Linked DNA regions of Zea mays: region 1 is linked to region 2. A link is a contact called in public Hi-C data. All regions are on one chromosome and are shown on one strand. Each heading gives the region's core, a stretch centred on a gene start, on an enhancer-like site or on the middle of the called end of the contact. The rest is flanking DNA. Distances are from core to core; before and after follow the strand shown.

Region 1 (6,194 bases), core at 1,692-4,191, 240 kb before region 2:
AAGCCTTTTTCTAGACAGCTTTCGTCGTGAACTTCCAGGCCAGTGGTCAGAATTCAGAATCTCCAACCATACAGGCACCATCTGTGAGACTGTGATCTGTCTTGAACCTCCTGGGAGTTGTCAATTTTTCGAGCTCACCCTAGAAAACCTCTTTAATAATTTGAATGCCGAGAACCGATGCACCGCTGACTGTGCTACAGCTTTCCTGATTGCTCTGCTCTGATGTCCTGCGCAGGATGTCGAAGAGTGAAACGCCTGAACTGAACTTGGCCTTCGTGGGTTGGGAGGAGTTGGCTTGGTCCTGCAGGATGGAAATAAAAAAATAGCCAAGCACATTCTGGGAGACAAGAAATGAATGCCATGATAGAGCAGATTCAAACTCATGGATAAAGCAGAGTAGAGCTTCAAAACAAGCTTACCGTATCTGAATTACTCTCTGCAGTAGAGTTGCAGCTCCTACTGCTGCTGTTGCTGTCATCACTACCAAATACGTAGGATCTATAGACTTATCTGTGAGAAGATGCCAGTGAACCACTGGCAGTTTGTCCAAGAAACGATGACTGCAAGGAATACACATGATGCCATTGTGGATAGAACCATCCAAAATCTCTGATGACAATAGATGCAATGAATGAAGGTCATAAAATTATCAGGAGTGAATGGAATGGAAGCATTGTGGGCAGAAGTACAGTATATAGTCAATAGAGAACCAAAAGTTGCAGTCACAAAGAACCAAAAGGTGTGCTTATCATAAGGTGTTACAGCAGTCTCATCCGTTCTCCAGTTTGTGGTTGTAAGATTTCAAAGTCGCTATACGAATTAGCTCCGATTAACTGTAAATGTTTCACCATAGTGATCCAAACCCAACACCAGATGGTTGGTAGGTGGTTGTTTATAACCCATACAACAATGCAAAAGTGAACGCACAAGTATGAATGGTATGGTACAACCTGGAGAACATGAGGGCTTGTATTAATTCATGCTTCTGTAGGTTTGGTGTCCTCTGATCGTTTTAACGGTGAACAATAGATGCACGTCAGTAATGAATGAAGGTCAGAAAAATTCAACTACTAAACAATTCGTACTATTAAAGCCGGGAGCAAATCTGCCCTCCCATACGTCCATGTCAGTAAAAAAATACTCCCTCTGTTCCACAATACTGTTTATTTTACTTGTTTATTTTTGTGTCCATATTCAAATGGATGACAATGAATCTAGACACATATATAAAACACATACATCAAATATTGTATGAATCCATTAACAACCTAAAACGAATACTATTTTGGTACGGAGGGAGTAATACATAACTATCCTCTGGATAAGTGTGCAAGTTTGCCAAAAAATCAAAACAAAGTAAGAAGTCACTGCATGTTTTATGTACAGAGCTAACAGGGCTCTAGAACTGGTTTGTGTAGGCAAAGTTGATAATATTAACATAATGTTTTCATTTAGCCACTCAAATTCAATGCCCCTAACAGGGATACCGACCATGTTTCAGATCAATGAAGGGCAGGGCAGGGGACTTTTCATCCTAAAAAGGTCAAATGACTAGGGGGGAATTATGGTGCTGGAACCAAGGCATATAGGCAACAACTACAATGGTTGTTGTGGAAAATTGAGATGGGTGATAGAAGAGTATACACACCTCCGTTTCATCTGTACTCTCAGTAGGGCTTGAAGAAAGGGCAGTTGAGTTTGATCTACCGAATAGTTATGGTTATCACTTGGCTGGGTGTTGTCATGATTCTCTTGCAACCGATCAGAAATTTCCTGATAGAATCAAACAATAAATTGCTATTTGTTAAACAAGTTGTTGAATGTAGATAAGTAACAAGCTTGAAATTGTAGTTGAAGATGTTGTGTGTTTAAAAATTGTTATTCTATTTGATAAGACTTCTCAGTCACATAATTTATAACATCTCAAATCTCTGCTTAGAAAATACTAGATAGTGGTTTTTGGCCATGCATGGGATAGCTTGGAGTAGTGAAATAGTAGAAGACTAATGCTGTAGATAAATCATCCTCCTATTATGCTATGACAATTTTTTTCCTGCAGATGGCAGCATATTGGACAGGGGGACAATACCTCATCTGAAGCTTTGGTGCCGCAACTATGGAGATCCTTCTTGCAACTCAAACCATCCTGCAAGCCAGAGGACTCTAGAAATATGTGATCACTGTCTTCAACAGAGGTATGTGATCTGAAATCCAGAGTACACAAAAAGCAAATGTCGTTGGATCGAATCGTGGAAACCTCAACGAAACAACTCAGCACTTACTTCTTCAGAACCTCCATCTTACAAAGGCGGATCTACAATTAACAAAAATGAGAACAAAGATAAAAAATCTCAGCATCTAAATTCTACTCCCATGTGCAGTTGACGTGTGTATATGTACACCTCGCAGCAGCCTCTGTGACTCAGCATGGATCGAATGAAGCTGCGCCCTCCTCTCCTAACACACGAACCCAGACTCCCAGAGCACCAGACATCATCAAAAACCGGCTAGCAATTCAACTAACCAACGGCCAGACCCAGAACGCAAGAGACAGCGGCTGGTTACCTTCTCAGAGAGCTTCTTCTCCCGGACCAACTCCATGGGCGGCGCCTCCTCCTCCATCTTCGTGTTCCTCCTCTTCCCCCCTTGGCCTGCGCTCCCGCCCCCGCCCCCGAAGCCACCTCCACGTCAACTTCGTCCAGATCGAGCTGCTTCCTCACCGTCCCCTTCGGCCGGCGCGCCTAGCGGGTCCTGCCCCACAGCGGGTCGATCTTGTCCTCCACGTCGCTGCCGTCGCCCGTCGTCGGGGGTGTCGATCGGCGGCAACGGTGACGACGCATCTGGTGGCGTGATCGGGCGCGTGGAAGGGCCGCGGAGATGGAACGGACTCGGCGCTAGGCTTTCTCACCCGGCGTCGCCTAATACTAGCGGTGGCGGAGGCAAGGCGGGGAGCAAGAGGGCAAGTGGTAGCTGTGACTTAGGAAGAGGATCTCCTGAAAATGGAAGCGCTGAATCACACAGGAAGGAGATAATTGGATTTTTGCCACTCACAATGTTGTCTTCTTTTTATAATTACCACTGTGTCTATGAATTGTGGGTCCAGCTGGGTCTATGAAATGTGGGTCTGATGGCAATTTTACAAACATGTTTCATGCTGATAGCAAATATCAGAATCTCTCGGAAGGAAGAGGATCTCCTGAAAATGGAAGCGCTGAATCACACAGCCGAAATGAATATCGGTGTCAAAATAAATATTAATCACTAGTCAAGATTGTTAAGTTATTATGAGTAGATATTCTCTATTCAAACTCTTTAAACAGTACAGTGAACAATAATGCAAGTCGCGACCAAACTTTCAACTGACAAAGGACCTAATTTAAATTTAACAGATTTCAAACTCTTACAGTACAGTAAACAACAATTCGAGAAACAATCAACTTTTAACTGACAAAGGACCTAAATTAAATTTATCAGATTTGGCAGGGGCCGCGCGAACGCGTACCCCCTCTACCACAAATTATGACGTCCACTCTCCTACTTGGGGAGATGGTAAGCCAGCGCACCCGCCATGTGCAATGCGGGCCACTGACCTAGGCCACAGGGCTTCTTGATCCCCAGTCGACCCCGTCCAGGTAAGTATGGAGCAACGAAGCACGGAGCGCTCATCTTATAGCGCGAGCTCGTGGCGCGTCTGCCTTCGCCAGCCGAGGTGGTGCTAAATCCTGAGACGGAACGAACGCGTTCTGCACTTCTGCGCGCGCTGCTGCTTGAGTTCTCGTGGGCCACTCCTTGTAGTCCATGGGCCTTTAACCTCGAACCCAACATATTTTTCTTTTCCGTGTTTGGAAACAACCGGACTGCGGGCTGCAATGGACTGGACCCGGTTAGGCGTGAAATTAGAGCATTTTGAGAGTGCATTATCCGTGCACTGTAACAACGTTTTACTGTTCTTCAACAGCTTCAAATCCGAAGTTCATCCCTTAGTTTTTCTTTTCTATTTTATTAAAAAAATCAAACAAGTTCGCCACTGCTATGTATGTTCCATGTATCAGCATTAGGTTGTACCGTGAACTCTCTAGTAATCGGGGCCAGGCTAAAAAAAGGCATCATAGTACCAGGGATCACAGATCACTACATCTCATCACAGTCCGTGTCGTTACACAGGAAATACATGTAGTGCTCCTCAAGCGACCGATCACGAGGCAGTGCATCTTGCTCTCTCGTTAGATGAGAGCTGGACTCCCTAAACCTCTGGACGCGCAGTTTGTTGTAGGCTTCCATGTTGAGATCCGATGCCAGGAAGAGCTCCACCTCGGCGACGAATCGCTCCGTTCGGCCGAGGAGGAACGGCCTAGCAGCATCGGAAACCAATCTCCTGAACTCTTCCCTCCTTTTCTCCGGTGAAGTCGTCCACCTTGACGACGTGTGCTCCTTTTCGAGCCTCTTCATGAAGGATCCCATGACACCGTGAATGTGGTGGACTATGACCTCAACGTTCTCGTCCTGCAAAAAACTCAACGTTGCTATATATCCTTAACAAAAGCTAGGTCGCCTACCCCAGTAGCTAAAGGCACTCATGATTCTTGTAACCTATGGAATAGCTGTAGTGCTAATAGATAACAACGGCTTACCCGAGTAAGGGCCTGAATTTCCCGTCTTAGCCAGGTTTGAAGCCAAATTTTCTTACGGAGATATCTTTGTTGCTCCCAGTATTGCTGCACCCCAGAAATGTTGCTTGTGGTCTCTGCTTAATTCAGCAAGCATAAGTCCTACATAACAAGTGAGGCACATAGAATTCTGATGTAGCATACAGAAGGGTGAAAGGAAAAAAAAAGATTGACATAATACCTTTCATGTTATAGAATTGTGACACCAACTCGTGTGCATCTGAAAGACGCCTGCACCAGGAGGAAAGGGGGATTAGTATACTTCTTCACATATGCAATAATAAGTTATAAGTTTGTGCATGTAGATAGCCTCCATCCAGCAACCAAATAAATGGTTGCTTCATTGCTTGTGGATATGGGCTACATGGTGCACATGTAATCACTGAAAGCGGCCGTTTCTCTCTACTCTGCTTTTTGGCTGGTATATCAAAGTTACTTCTGCTATTGCCCAGTGAATATTTTCTATTTATTTAAAAAGCACAAGAGACATACAGAATATAACCTTTTTAGTTATAGTTCATGTAAATTCTTTCTTTTTCTAGAAGAATAGAGTCAGTCTCTTTGCAGGCTACTGGTTATGAAGGATAGCCTTTGCCTTGTTCATTTACTGAATACTCACAATCATGCATAACTAGAGGGAGAGAGAAACAAGAGAGGACAGGTACCTCTTCCTAGGTTCCTGATTTATGTACCACCGCTCAAATGATTCGCCATCAAAAGCATGTATGACGGATAGATTCTCAGTCTGCAAAACGCAAGAAGGTTACATCAGGTCAGGACTTCAGCCCTAAGTCTGAGGCGAAAACAGATGGTCAAATTTGTACATACTGGTTCACTTCACTCGACCAACTACTGGTAAAGAATTAAGGGTACCTAGACTTAAGCAACAAATGGCAAAGGTGTTCACTTCATTCGACCGACTACTGATAAAGAATTAAGGGTGCCTAGACTGAAGCAACAAATGGCAAAGGTGTTCACTTCACTCGACCAACTACTGATAAAAATTAAGGTTACCTAGACTTAAGCAACAAATGGCAAAGGTGAAACTAACACATCCCAAATTTGAAGTTATTGTTCACAACTCAAAATGTTAATTGGCAGTTTCTCCATTCTAATAAAACGACACCAGATTTTTCAGAGGGTACTGGAACAATTTGCATTTCCACATTCTCTTAATAATTGAACCATAGTTCATTCAAAAGAAATATCGATAATTGAACCACTTACATAGAGACCCACACTGTTTGACAAAGTATGCGTTTCAAGATGACAATAAAGCTGCTCAGAGTGAATATAAATGTATCGTTACAGCAGATGGTGTCGGGCTAACCTTACAAAGTGGACATCTAACTGAAGACAAAGGTTCTGCGTGCTTGCTCGCTACTATCCTTACCCACTGGCATATACACCTGTAGCAAAAGGAATCTGCAGAAGCAGCTAGGAGTTTCAGAAAGGAACCTAAACAGCGTAACGGCAAAGCATTATTGCGAATCTGAAACTACAGCAAATTATAGTTTCTACGCTTCA
Region 2 (6,380 bases), core at 2,785-5,284:
TTAACAGAGAATAGTGCAAGTGCTCAAAGTAACCTGACAGGCTTGGAGTTAAATATGCTAGGAAGCCCCATGCTCTCAGGGAATGTAATCACAGTTCCGGTTGGGCCCATGACAGTCCGGACGCAGTTTTTCTTGCATTCTTCCAATTTCGCTTGTTTTTCCTGGAAGAGACAATGGAAAGATAAGTACATGATAGCAATTAAGGAAACAAACCGTAATGCTTCACGAGGTTGTACCCTGTTTTCCCGTTCTTTCAGCTTCTTCTCTTCCTTTTTCTTCTCAGAATCTAGACCCAGTATCTTCCTCATTGCTTCAGCCTGTACAGTTTGAGTTGTAAAATTGTGTCACGCTCACCCAACGGAAAAGAACTGTCATATAAAGCTCTGAACTAGAAGCACAGAAGTAAACCTGTTGTTCTTTCTCTGCCTTCTCAACTTGCATCTTACGTCTCTGTGCAGCTTCTGCCTTTTTGGCTTGTAGCTCCACATCTGAGAGCTTCTCCTTTTGCTCTATAACATAATTAGTTACTGCATTTGTCAGAAGCAGAAATGTTAAATGCAACAAAAAACACTCAAAACATAAGCTAAGAATTTACTTCTTGACGAAGCTGCTGGTAATCCATCGGGAAATTCAATAAAGCTTTCACCATTCCCACCCCTGCTTTGAAGGGCTCGCTGTCTTGTTGTAAGACCAGGGGTTTCAATCTTCACATCTTGAGGTGAATCAGCTTTCTTTAGCCCACTCTTTTCCTCCATCTCAGATTCCTCATCTTCTATAAACTCATTGTCATCCCCTAACTTCTTCCTACCATTCCTGCCAGACCGAGACATTCTGAAGTCTTCGTCCACTTCATATGGGATGCTCTTATTTTTAGAAAGCTTGGTTAGCTCTTTTTTCTTGAGTGCGTCATCAACGAAATCATAAGCTTTATGACCAGTGTTCACAGGATCTGGTGCAACTTTTGCCCCTTTGAGTTTTTGTAGATAGCGTATTTCACCATCTCCATCATCAGAATCTTCGTCAAGTGTTCTTTTCTTAGGAATCCTTTTGCTCTTGCAAACAAGGTCAGGAGACAGAGAATTGCCATGCTTGTTACCATGTTTTCCTTCAGCACGATTACCATGGGTATCTTTGGTTGTGTGGCCACCAGAATCCTTCAAAAAAAGAGTGAGAAAGTAATAAACACTTACGTAATGACAAAAGGAAACATAAACAGAAAATTAATGTATATATATATATATATATATATATATATATATATATATATATATATATATATATATATATATATATATATATATATATATATATATTCGATGAATCCCCACTTACAATTACCATTGAAGTCAGCAAGATTGTAGTATCAACAGTAAGCCAACATTGAAAAGCAAGTTTTTTTTATCAAACGTGCAAGGGAGTTGTGTATCATTATATTAAGAAAAATATGGGGGGGGGGGGGGGGGGGTTGACCCCATACAAAACGGACTCACGAAGTCATGATGAGTATGGAACCAAAAATAAAATCACATGGACTCCTGCATACAATACATACTGAGGAGCAAAGATAACTAACAAAATCTGAAATAGAAGCTATGTTGGCCAAATCTGACTACCAAAGTTTCAGGTCCTCAATATGCCAACATTGCAAAGCAAGTTTTTTTATCAAACATGCAAGAGAGTTGTGTATCATTATATCAAGAAAAATATATGGGGGTTGACCCATACAAAACGGACTCACTTACGAAGTCATGATGAATATGGAACCAAAATTAAAATCACATGGACTTGAAATAGAAGCTATGTTGGCCAAATCTGACTACCAAAGTTTCAGGTCCTCAATATGTGAACCATTGATTGCGAGTGAAGATCAATCTTTCTACAAAGGGGGGAAAAGAGGCGGATCCAGAATACCAGATCTGACCAGACCAGGATTTCCCTGCGCACCTTTCCTCTAGCACCCCTTCCCTGATTCCTTCCGACGCCCCCTCTTGCGCCCCTGCTCGACGAGCCTCGTGGCATCTCTCCTGGTGGTGGTGGCAGCAGGGCGGAGGCCACACCAAACTTTCAAGCAAACCCTAGAAGGGGCGCAGCAAGGACCCTATGCAGAGCTAACCAGCACGGGGCCAGAGATGGAGCATGCCATAGGAAGGATATCGGCTTTACGGCACACGAGGGATGAGAAATTGCTGCACTTGTGGGGACGGTATCGATTAAACAAACAGGGGCCATATACTGTTTTTAACAGAAGGAAATGGGAGGAGGAAGTGTATCGAACAAGTTTGGGAAAGTTTAAGGCATTAAAACAAGCCAGCAAACTTTGGCCGTACATAGAGAAACCTGGAAAGTTTTGTTGGCATTCTGGTATGTATCCAATCTTCAACCAAAATAATATGCCAGTATTAACTGAGTGGTGACACATTCTCTAAAGTATCTAAGCATATATGTGAGATGTCTGTCCAGTCACAATCGATAACGTAAATGAAATGCTGGACAAAATTAGGTGAGAAGTAAAGATATGAAAGTACATTATGATCACAAGCACATAGAACAAACCTTTTGCTTGTACTGATTAATAAAGCAGGCCGACGTGGCAGGAATGCCACTGCCACCATCATCCTGGCCATTTTTGGTACGTTGGGTCCGATTAAATTTGAACTTTACTTTTCTCGGCCTATTTTCACCAGGCAAAGAGTCATCTCTGGGGACCAACTGTGGATTGTCAAGGGATTCAATGTTTCTTGCTGTGCACTCCAGGGCAAGAACACTTTCACTTCCATGCTTGGCGGCATCCTTCGTTTTTCTGCTCCGACCATGACCATCATAGTCACCTCCAGATTTATCATCCCTTCTTATCTTACTGGGCACGTCACTCCTATGAGTCATGGAGCCCTTCATTTCAGGGCTATTTAGGTGTAGCTCTTTCCTCCGCTGCCCACCAGCTTCGACGCCAGTGTCATCGTCATGACGAGCACTCCGAGATGGCAGGCAAATGCCATTGCACTCAACCGTGAGCTGCTTCATGGACCTTGGCTTCCTGAATGCAACACTCCTTGGCTTCTTGATCACAGCATCAGTGGCGTTGAGCCCCTCCATTACAACACGCGCTTAACTCGACCAAGTGACCTCCGCGCCAGCCAACTCCGCCGCCGCTGCCTGCACGTTTCCAATGCGGCATTACAGTTAGTATATATGACATTCTCTATGAAAAAAAAACTAATGTATGTCACTGAATCAAGTTGCAACCGCCAGAGAGAAGATAAGCCCAATAGACCCTCTAACAAAACAACTGTACGTAGATAATAAAAAATCCCTCACGAATGAACCGAGACAAATATACGCCTAACAAACCGCCGGCAATGAAAGCGAGAGCACCGACTGAGAAAACCCCCCCAAAATATCAAAATAAAGCACCTCGCTGCCGCCGAGTGCGAGAGCGCGGCACGGGAGCTGCAACGAACGCCGACGAACAGCTTCGATCCGCAGCGCGAAGAATAAAACCCTCAAATCCAAAACCCCTCGAGGTCCCCCACCAACCACCACCACACCACACCACACGCAACGAGAGAAATCAAGCAGCGCGAAAGCAAACGAATAGCTCGACCAGCAACCGCGGCGGCGAGAGGTTTATCTCAGACAGTGGGCCGACGACGAGGGACCAGAGGCGGCAGCGAGCTAGGGTTAGGGTTTGTGGAGTGCGAGAGGTGGGAGCGCGAGGGCGAGGGTATTTGGGCCGGGCCCGTGCGGCGTGACGAGGTGGAGGGGAAGACGAGAAGGGGGGGTGCCGGGTCGATGACGCGGGCGAGGACGGGGAGGGGGACGGGCGCGCGGGTAGGGTTGGGCGGGCTGCTGGTTGCGGCGGCTGCTGCTGGTCGACGCGTAATTTCTCCCATCTCTCTCTCCGATCGCCCCCGCTTGCTTTGCCGCCAATCCCACCACGCGCCACGGCACGGGCTATCGCTTCCCGTTGCCTTCTCCCTCCTTTCGCGGGCTAGATGGCGCCACCCCCTGAGTCCTCTCTCGTTCTGTTCTTTCCGGGGTGTCTTGCGCTGACGTCATTGGGGTGTCCACGAATCCTCAAATCAAGGAGGCTGTTAGTCAGGTATATTAGTCTATTAAAAATCTAACCGTCGTCTGCGCAACCCTCGTCCGTTTGGACACCACAATGTGGAGTAGGCAAACATTTGACGCTTGATCGAACCACGTGATAAGTTGCCTTGTCTCGTGTGTTTTATTCTTTGCGATTTATTCTTATTCTCTCTAAATTCTTAAGTTCACTAGCAGGGGCAGTTTGGATCTATACATTTTGGAGGAATTGGAATTTACTTGATGAAGTAGTTTATTTGGCTTGGCATTTGACATTCTAACACTTTCCAAAGCTTAGATATAAGTCTATCTCAAATTCATGAGGAGGAATATTGGAAATTATTTTATGTATCAACGAAATATGTTTATAATCTATACCTTATAAGACGCTATTCGTCTCGCTCCTCTATGGTAAAAAAAGTAGCACATAAATATCTCTAGCATATTGTTATTAATAGTATACAAATGTATTTCATATAAAATCATATTAGTTTAATTGATCTTTGACTAAATTACTATTAATAGAATGGAATTCAATTCCAAGGATTCAAATGGGGCGTAAGTTAATTCCATAATCTTGTGAGAACAATCAAATGAAATAACTTTCTCCTTCTCACTTTTTTGGGTCTAGTTTTGCACTAACCTTTAATTTGTGATCCAAGTTTATGTTTAAGTTATATTTTTTCAGACGTCACCTATTCACCCCTCTCCAGGTGACTATCACAATCTATATTTTCTATCATACCGTAATATCCTCTTTTCTCTTCCTTACCTAACAATCACACAAGGTTGTCAACAGTGGGACGGTGGCAGTACTCCTCACCAAAACATGAAATTACACATCTACAAAGTAGTTTGATGTTTCTCATTTTGATATACTCATAAACGGAATCAGCAATGCTACCGTACGCAAGCATGCGTAGGTAGCTTGCAATTCTAGTAGGGGAGAAACCATTGCTATTAAGTGCATCGATTTGAAGAGTGGAGTAGAGGGAGTGCTCACCCAACCACTCCAGTATTTGAAGGAAGAGGCTCCTTCACATGCGGTGTTTCCAACGAAAGTAGAGCAAGGGATAAACACACGGGTCATTGAAGTAGTCTCGCATCAATCACTTGTGGCCGAATACACGGTCACGGTTGATATATCTCCGACATTGCCTCAGTCTTATTCTCATCATGGAAGACTCAATCTTCAACACGTGCTGCATTACTGGTTGCGAACCAATATAGGAATGGAGATATGCTCCCTCTATTCCATTACACTAATCGTTTGGAAGTGTTTTAAGGTGTCTAGATTTATAACATGTTTTATGTATCTGGACCTAACTTATGTCTAGATTTAGAGATTTTTCTTGTAGCTGAACGACTAATATAATAGGACAATTGGAGTATTTTAAATCAACCTTCCATCTTTTTCGAATATTTTAAAAAAAGATCTTTTCACCATATTTTTATATTAGTTTGCACGATTTGCAGCGATGGGTAGATTTACACCTAATATGTTTCCAAACAAATGAAACAAAACAAATAGACGTCTACACCCTGACAAGAAAAATGCTAAGCTCCGTGCCACCACCAGCGCCCCCCACCGGGTTAATCATGTAGAACGACTCCGAGTCCTTGCTTCCGACTACCCTGTCGAACCCCGCGCGCATGTACGCCACCTCGCCGTCGGCCTCTGCGCCGGCTGGCGCGTCCACCACGTCCCCGGGCAGCACGCCGACGCCCACCGAGACCGTACTCAGGAGCTGCATCACGGCGAGGTCGCCCTCCGATGCCTCCCGCCTCACCGCGTAGCCGACGCGCCGACCGTTCACGTACGCCGTCCACATCGCCTCCTCCAGCAGACTCACGTTGCCGCCTTCCGGCGGCGTCGACTTCTTGGACTTCTTTTCGCACTCGAGGGCGATGCGGACGTGGCCGCCGGCGGAGAGCTCCTTCATTAGCTTCCCCGTGGGCACGCCGATCTCGAGCACGAGCGACGGGAGGCTGCCGGCTCGCTCCTGGACGGTGAGGGTGATGCGCGCGCGGCGGTGGCCGTAGAACGTGCCGGTGACGCGTGCGCCGCCGTGCCCGTCGTGCGGCTTGGTGTAGCGCCGCGGGAGCGCGGACGCCGGGCGGCACGCTGCGGGCGCGACGATGGGCAGCGACCGGATCAGCGCGCGGATCGCGCGGAGCGCCCGCGACGGCTTGCGGACGGCGGCGGGCGCGCGCTTCTGCGACGACGGCTGCCGGAGCGTGATCTCCGGGCGCGGCGTGCGCGGCGTGGCCGGCGGCGGGGTGGGCTCGCCCGCCCG

The links. Hi-C and Micro-C count contacts between places; a contact is called where the count stands out from the background.
Region 1: a contact with region 2 is called in a Hi-C map of tassel, with 2.7 times the contacts expected there. The contact joins the promoter of LOC100383644 here to the promoter of LOC100279309 in region 2. A contact is called at or near these places in 3 of 25 Hi-C or Micro-C datasets (ear, leaf and tassel).

What each region holds. Positions count from the first base shown.
Region 1 is chr5:3,627,233-3,633,426 of Zm-B73-REFERENCE-NAM-5.0, reverse strand. LOC100383644 reads right to left here and starts at 2,941. Exons shown (of 6, transcript NM_001366828.1): 1 at 2,566-2,941; 2 at 2,283-2,314; 3 at 2,090-2,204; 4 at 1,649-1,773; 5 at 420-560; 6 at 1-301. The coding sequence starts at 2,622. The coding sequence ends at 121. It overlaps LOC100284939, which reads right to left. Exons shown (of 6, transcript NM_001372152.1): 2 at 5,998-6,092; 3 at 5,333-5,412; 4 at 4,849-4,898; 5 at 4,632-4,744; 6 at 4,113-4,503. The coding sequence ends at 4,132. It overlaps LOC111589360 (U1 spliceosomal RNA), which reads right to left and starts at 3,640; the gene lies at 3,480-3,640.
Region 2 is chr5:3,391,828-3,398,207 of Zm-B73-REFERENCE-NAM-5.0, reverse strand. It overlaps LOC100279309 (HIT zinc finger), which reads right to left and starts at 4,034. Exons shown (of 6, transcript NM_001152330.1): 1 at 2,554-4,034; 2 at 596-1,154; 3 at 409-509; 4 at 237-317; 5 at 34-161. The coding sequence starts at 3,093.